Regions from separate parts of the Rattus norvegicus genome. Here region 1 is linked to region 2. A link is a contact called in public Hi-C data. All regions are on one chromosome and are shown on one strand. Each heading gives the region's core, a stretch centred on a gene start, on an enhancer-like site or on the middle of the called end of the contact. The rest is flanking DNA. Distances are from core to core; before and after follow the strand shown.

Region 1 (3,222 bases), core at 477-2,976, 630 kb after region 2:
TAAAATGACATATAATCAGTTAAATATTATCTTCTTATTCCAACTGTCACAAGTTGTTCTCTCTCTCTCTGTCTCTCTCTGTCTCTCTGTCTCTGTCTCTCTGTTTCTCTGTCTCTCTGCCTCTCTCTGCCTCTCTCTGTCTCTCTGTCTCTCTCTCTCTCTCTCTCTCTCTCTCTCTCTCTCTCTCCTCTCTTCTCTCTATGGGCTCAAGTTCTGGAGTTTGGACAGAGGATAACAGATATTATGAAGAGTATGAAGATTTACCCCTGCTTCAGGGAAGGACAGACTTAAGCTGCTGTGAGGCACAAACCTGTAGCTGCATTACCACAATTTAAGGGCCTGTCCTCAGAGCACTGCTTCTCAAGGTAGAACCTAGTATATGTAGCGTGAAATACACTTCTCTTGTGTTCTGATCTTCATAGCAGAGACTCTGTTGTGCCAAACTTGGCAGTGAATCCTATTGTACCTAGTGGAACCTACTTCTTTACAGCGTGTAACTTGAGGTATGGCTGGTATGCTTGGTTCTCATGAGTTTAAAAGGCCTACAGACACCCTGGAACCTAGAAGGTAAAATTTGAAGACAATATAGAATTTGGAACATAGCAAAGAAAAGCAATGATGCCAGCCTACAACAGCAGTTAAAAGGGGCCCTGCATCCTGTATCTCTAACAAACATAACACATTAAGAAGTGCCATTTCAATTACACAGTGCAGCCTGAAGCTGTGGCTCTGATTTCTCTTAGCACCAACACCAGCTAAAGAATGCTGTGTTGACAGTTTTAGTCTCATAAATTTCCTTCTGTGATCCAATTTTTCATTATTAGAAAAAATATAGATAGACAAACAAATAGATAGAACAAATAAATAACAAAAGCTACCCTCGCTCAAAAAAAGACCCTTGTGTCCTCCAGGTTTCCATTAGCCTGTAATTGCACCAATTGTTCACGATTCTACTAAAGAACACTGCATACCGGTGCTTGATCAGAGGCTTTTGTCTGCAGTTGACAGAACACTCCCTAAATCTTACACCACAGACTGAATGTGTTATTCAGAAAAGTCCAACAGATGTTTGGCTCCTAGGAAGGGACAGACAAACATGACAAGAGCCTCTGGCATTCACTGGGAGGACGGGTTGATGAAGGTTGAATGAAGCAAGGACCCAAGCTACAGTAACACTGTTTGGTTGTCTTCACATTCTCTGTGTGTGTGTCTTTGTCTTTGTACCTGTCTATCTGTCTTTCAGTCTGTAGCGCTCTCTCTCTCTCTCTCTCTCTCTCTCTGTGTGTGTGTGTGTGTGTGTGTGTGTGTGTTTTGTCTACATGGATGTTTAACAGAACATCCATCTTATCCTGTGGAGTGACAGGTATGAGTTACCATAGGAATGCTAGTATTTGAACCCAGGTCCTTGGGAAGTGCAGTCAGTGTTCTTAACTCCTGAGATACCTCTTCAGCCCTAAATAAGAAATCCTTGGCCTCTGGGCTTCACATTGCTTTGTGATGGTAAATAGTATTCATTTTTTTCACATTGAATTGGGGAGTGGGTATTATGGAACAACAGCTATTGTTTTCAGGTCTGTTCTGTTCCCTCTCTGTTCTTGGCAATGGGTGATTCCACCAGTTTGTCTTTTTCCTCATTTCTGTCTGGAAATCAGATGATCTTCTCAAAAGTCAATGGAAGGGGCCATGCTGCTCTAGCAGCTCAACTAATCTGCTAGAACCTTCTGAGGAGGAATATAAAAGCAAGGAACTCTATTCCTCTTACAGCATCAGAGAGAGAGCTGGTTAGAGCACTCTAGCATCAGGCTCCAAATGTCACCTGTGGTCGTAGTAAATGCATTCTTTTTGTGCCACTATGTGAAGCCATGGCTTGGTCCCAGGGTGAATGATGGCTTTCTTCCTGCTCATATTCCAAACCAAAGCCAGTGAGAGACACCATGCAGGTAGCTGCAGTAGGGACTGAAGTAAGTGTCTAATAAATTTCTATGCCCCAAACAAGTGAAGACCCAAAGTCTTAAAAGGTGTTAGGTGATCCAAGTTTCCAAGAAGTCAACTTCACTATCAAGATAGAACAGTCTCCAGGGAAAAGCAGCCAAAGTTAAAATAAAGTTAACCAAGCAGAAAGTTATAAATAACATTATTTTAACAAGAATTTGAGGTGCAGCCAAATGTTTTGGAATGTTCTCAGTCCAAACAAAACCAGCATAGTTCTCATTTTTTCAAACCTTGTGATTGAAACAAGAGATAAATAGAAAGAGGGAGAAATGCAGTTCACAGTTTTAAAATGTAAACTTAAAACAAAAATCAGTCCAGGCAATCATAAAAATGTGGAGACAGGAAAAAAATGGAGCTTGCTTTTAGGAAGAAATGCCCAATGTCCAGGCAATAATTAGGATGGAGTAAAAAGAGAAAGAAATTCAGATCCTATGTCCATCACTTTGCAGAGTGTGTCAGGCCTGGAAAGATGGCTCAGTGTTAGGAGCAGCTCACAAGCACTTAGCTCTCCAACTCAGTGAATCAGACACTCTCTTCTGGCCTTGGAGGGTACCAACCCAAGTGGACTATATAATCAAATCACACACACACACACACACACACACACACACACACACACACACAAAATTTTGGGTAATATGTCTATGCCAAGCTTCATGGTTCTGAGTGTCCCTAGTATAGCACTGACTGATCTCCCAAAAGCTAAAAAATATTTTTTTAGTGGTGAAGTACCTAGCACTCATAAATATAGGGATAGCCCATCCCCCACTGCCTTTAAACAACCCCACCCTACCCCTACACACACACACACACACACACGCACACACACGCACACACACACGCACACACACGCACACACACGCACACACACGCATACACACACGCACACACACGCACACACACGCACACACACGCACACACACACGCACACACATTAGAAGCACTGTAACATCTCCCTGTGTTACAATGTTTTCCAGGCTAAAGAGGTGTGGTCAGTAAAGGGCTTTTCAGAAAAGCACCAAGACCTGAGTTCTCTTGCCAGAACTAACACAAAAAAGACAGGCTTTGTGGTTCTTGCCTGCCATCCAAGGGCTAATGAGGCAAAGAAGTAGATGCATCACTGAGACTTGCTGGCTAGGGAGCCTAGATTATTGGCAATCCTCAGATCCCAGTGAGGTCAAAAATCAAGGGAATCCAAAGAGTAGCCAAGGCATTCTTGTATACTTATAC
Region 2 (3,263 bases), core at 611-3,110:
GTGAAAACACACATGTACAAAGAATGGCAGTAAGAGTGAAACAATTTGTTTTTCCCTAGATTCAGGAACTAAAAACAGAATCTATTTATTCATGATGTTCCCTACCCTCACAAACAACTCAGTTTACTGTCAGGTCTCTGTTAATTAATTTTTCTCTGAATTTATTTCATGAGAAAATTTCTAACTTCCCTTATTTTTTCCAGATTCTGTCAGAGAAGATTTTTATGTCATAAGGTTCAGTGTAATTTATCTTCTGGGTAAAGATATTTTCTCTCCTTTTAAATATCTACATCTGTTTCTAAAACTAAACTGGCAACTTCTGAGGTGAAGGATAAAGCTTAAGGGCAAAGAAATAGCTTTTGTTTTTATATAAAAGTTCAATACCTTGTTTTGAACTTACTCTGAATAAGTGTAGCAATATGAATGAGAATAATGGCCCCCATAGACCCATACTTGGCTAGTAAAATCTTACTCTTTTTAGCTAAATGGAACTTGAAATTCTCTGGTTTATTTCAGGGGATCTGTCTAATTCTTGGAAAGGGGCCTTTGCCAGAAAACTGTGCTCAGAATCTGTGGAGAAGTGCCCAGCTCAATGCCTAAGTGTTGTTTTCATAAAACACATAGCTGTGTGTTTGCTGCTTGCTTTTATTGTAACAGGAACCACCTCCCATTGTCACTCAGGCACTGTGTGTCTTTCAACAGGTCATGAAAGAGCATTACACAATGAAGACCCTAAGCTGAGTGTCAAAAGATCTGGAGACTCTGAGATGTCACCTGTAAAATGCAGACATATGGAAGAAGAAAGGACGACTAAAGGAATGAGCTCTGGTCATTCAATCTTCTGCTACAATATTAATGACACTTGACCTTCTCAACCTCCATTTTTCTTCCTTTCTGCATATATTTGGAAAAATAAAGACCCTTTTTTAAAAATTTAAGATATTCCCATTCTTTGGGGGGGGGAGATCATTATGTAAATTTAAAACAGAAAGGAATAGCCATTTATTTCTGAGCCCAATTTATTTGGCAGAAACTCTTCAGTTTCCCATGTGTCTATTATGGAAATTTAATTATTTATTTCAATTATGCATTCAATAAATATGCACTCTTCTCAATGGCTGTTTTCTTAATGAGGATCACTGGAGTTTCAGAAAAAGCCTTTTCATTCCAATTATCTTGCTGGTTCACAGCATTTGCTGCTGTGCACTTTCATCTACTCTAGAGGGCAATAGAGCGTTAGAAATGGAAGATGTTTTCAATGATAAAAATGTATAAAATAAAGCCCTTAGAATCAATCTTCCCATAAAACTGAAAAAGGGGTAGGGGTGGAGGTGGGGGTGGGGTGGATGTAGCCACAGAAAGGTGCTTGTGACAGGATAATAATCTCAAACACAAAGTCCAGGGTGAATAAGACAGTGATTGAAGTTGTCAGCTGAGTAGGTGTACGAGAAAAGTAGAAAAACCTCCTGCAAGTTACATAATGTTGAGAACAATATATAAAAGAAAGGTAGTAACAAAATATAAGAAAATGACAAAACAAAATAGCATCGTGATCATACTCCCACTATACTGGAAACAGATGTTTAAGGTCGGTCTTTCTGAGAAAATGACTGCAGATTATAGAGGTTCATCTAAGCATTCCATGATGCTTGGACAATAATGATCAGAAGGCAGAGGAAAGGAGTGTCTAGTTCTTCATTTGGGGCATTTGTGTTTATGAAAAAAACCCATCTTCTCAGTACCATTTCACTCCTATTCATTCACTTTTGAAACATGGCCCTACCCTCTTCCTCCACAGAAGCAGGATGTTGCCTGCTCCCCACTGAGCTCCCACCACCCCCAACCCAGCCTTCAGCTCTCTATGCCAGTCTTCACTTACCATCCAAGCTACTTCTTCAGGTTTAGTTGTTTAGTTGTCACTGAACTCTGCCTGTCCAGAGAGTGCCATCGTCCCTCACTTTTGTTAACACTTGCATAGCTTTTCACCTCCAACTCTCACCTTTCTCCCCCACACCTCTGCAGGCTCATTTTCCTCAACCTTTAAAATATATTTGATCATTTCTCAGTCCACTCCCCCAACTTCAAATGAAAGAAAAAAGTACCTTTGCCTTTACATTAAGCAACTGCCTAACCCCTCTCCTCTGTTTTTCCACATCTTTAACAATAATCTATCATTCGTTTTAATTCACTTTTTAGTCCACTGCAGCCTGACCTCCATACTCCCTGAACTTGGCCTTGCCTGAATCTCGAAAGACCTTTTCCATAAATGAGCAATCTGATGGATCTTTTTAATATAATGGAATTATAGGACTTACACTCTTGCATTTGACAATTCACTTTGAACTTTCTGACTCCCTTTCCTAAGCGACACTCCCCTTATTCTCCCTGTATACCTCTGCTGCTCACTGCTACGTCCCTACGCCAGATCTCATCATGCCAACACTTAATAGTCTTCAGTGGTTCCATAGCAACAACAGATAAAGGAGTCCCCTAATCACTGCACAGCAGGCCTAGTTTTCAATAACTCACCTGGACGACAATAGTGAGCCTCAAATATAGCTATTTATAAAATGAATAAATTTATCAGTAACTGAAAGTAGCTCTTTGCTTTAAGGCTGTTACAATTTGGTACTCTGTGTTTTGTGTGTTTATTTGAATATGCTGAAAGAAATTAAACATCTGATGTTTGATCGTTGTGATATAATATACTATAGTGAATCAGGCCAGCATACTTACTTTCTGTGGAATAGCATTTTTGCATATGGGTCTTTTGAGATCTTTATATCTTAAAATAATACCAGGCTGAAGGTTGAGTGTGCAATCCATTATGATGGTGAAAATATTTTCCATAAAACGGATGAAAATGTATTTGCTGAGCCTGATATTAAGTTGATTTACAGTGAGGTTTGTTCACTTTGCTTTGGTCTATGCCGTTCTGCATGTTCAGTCAGACGGTTGTCTGCTTGTGCAGAACTAGATATAGATAATAAGCAAAGAAGTCAAGGTGGTGACATTCCAATAAAAGTCCACTTAATAAGAATCCTGATGTTGACCTTAATGTGATTTTTCTCATGTAAGAAAATGTGTTCCTCCTTTGATATTTTTCAAATACATAAACCATTTATAATTATTTGAGAAATTTATACACAAATACATACTATTTTTATCACTACCACTCTGTCTACTCTCCTTCTAGCTCCTCCCTCTCACTCTAGTTTCTCTCAGGTTCATGACAGAGATGCAGGTAAAAACACACTGCCTTT

The links. Hi-C and Micro-C count contacts between places; a contact is called where the count stands out from the background.
Region 1: a contact with region 2 is called in a Hi-C map of the Rat2 cell line, with 6 times the contacts expected there. The contact joins two enhancer-like sites. A contact is called at or near these places in 3 of 12 Hi-C or Micro-C datasets (the A7r5 cell line, the Rat2 cell line and frontal cortex).

Annotation. Positions count from the first base shown.
Region 1 is chr2:105,891,910-105,895,131 of GRCr8, forward strand. No RefSeq gene overlaps it. Among named protein-coding and RNA genes, the nearest start is that of Tbl1xr1, 840 kb to the right of the region's middle. Within about 2 kb of position 1,727, at least 6 of the 93 cell types and tissues checked have an H3K27ac peak or open chromatin away from gene starts, as enhancers often do.
Region 2 is chr2:105,260,216-105,263,478 of GRCr8, forward strand. No RefSeq gene overlaps it. Among named protein-coding and RNA genes, the nearest start is that of Agtr1b, 410 kb to the left of the region's middle. Within about 2 kb of position 1,861, at least 3 of the 93 cell types and tissues checked have an H3K27ac peak or open chromatin away from gene starts, as enhancers often do.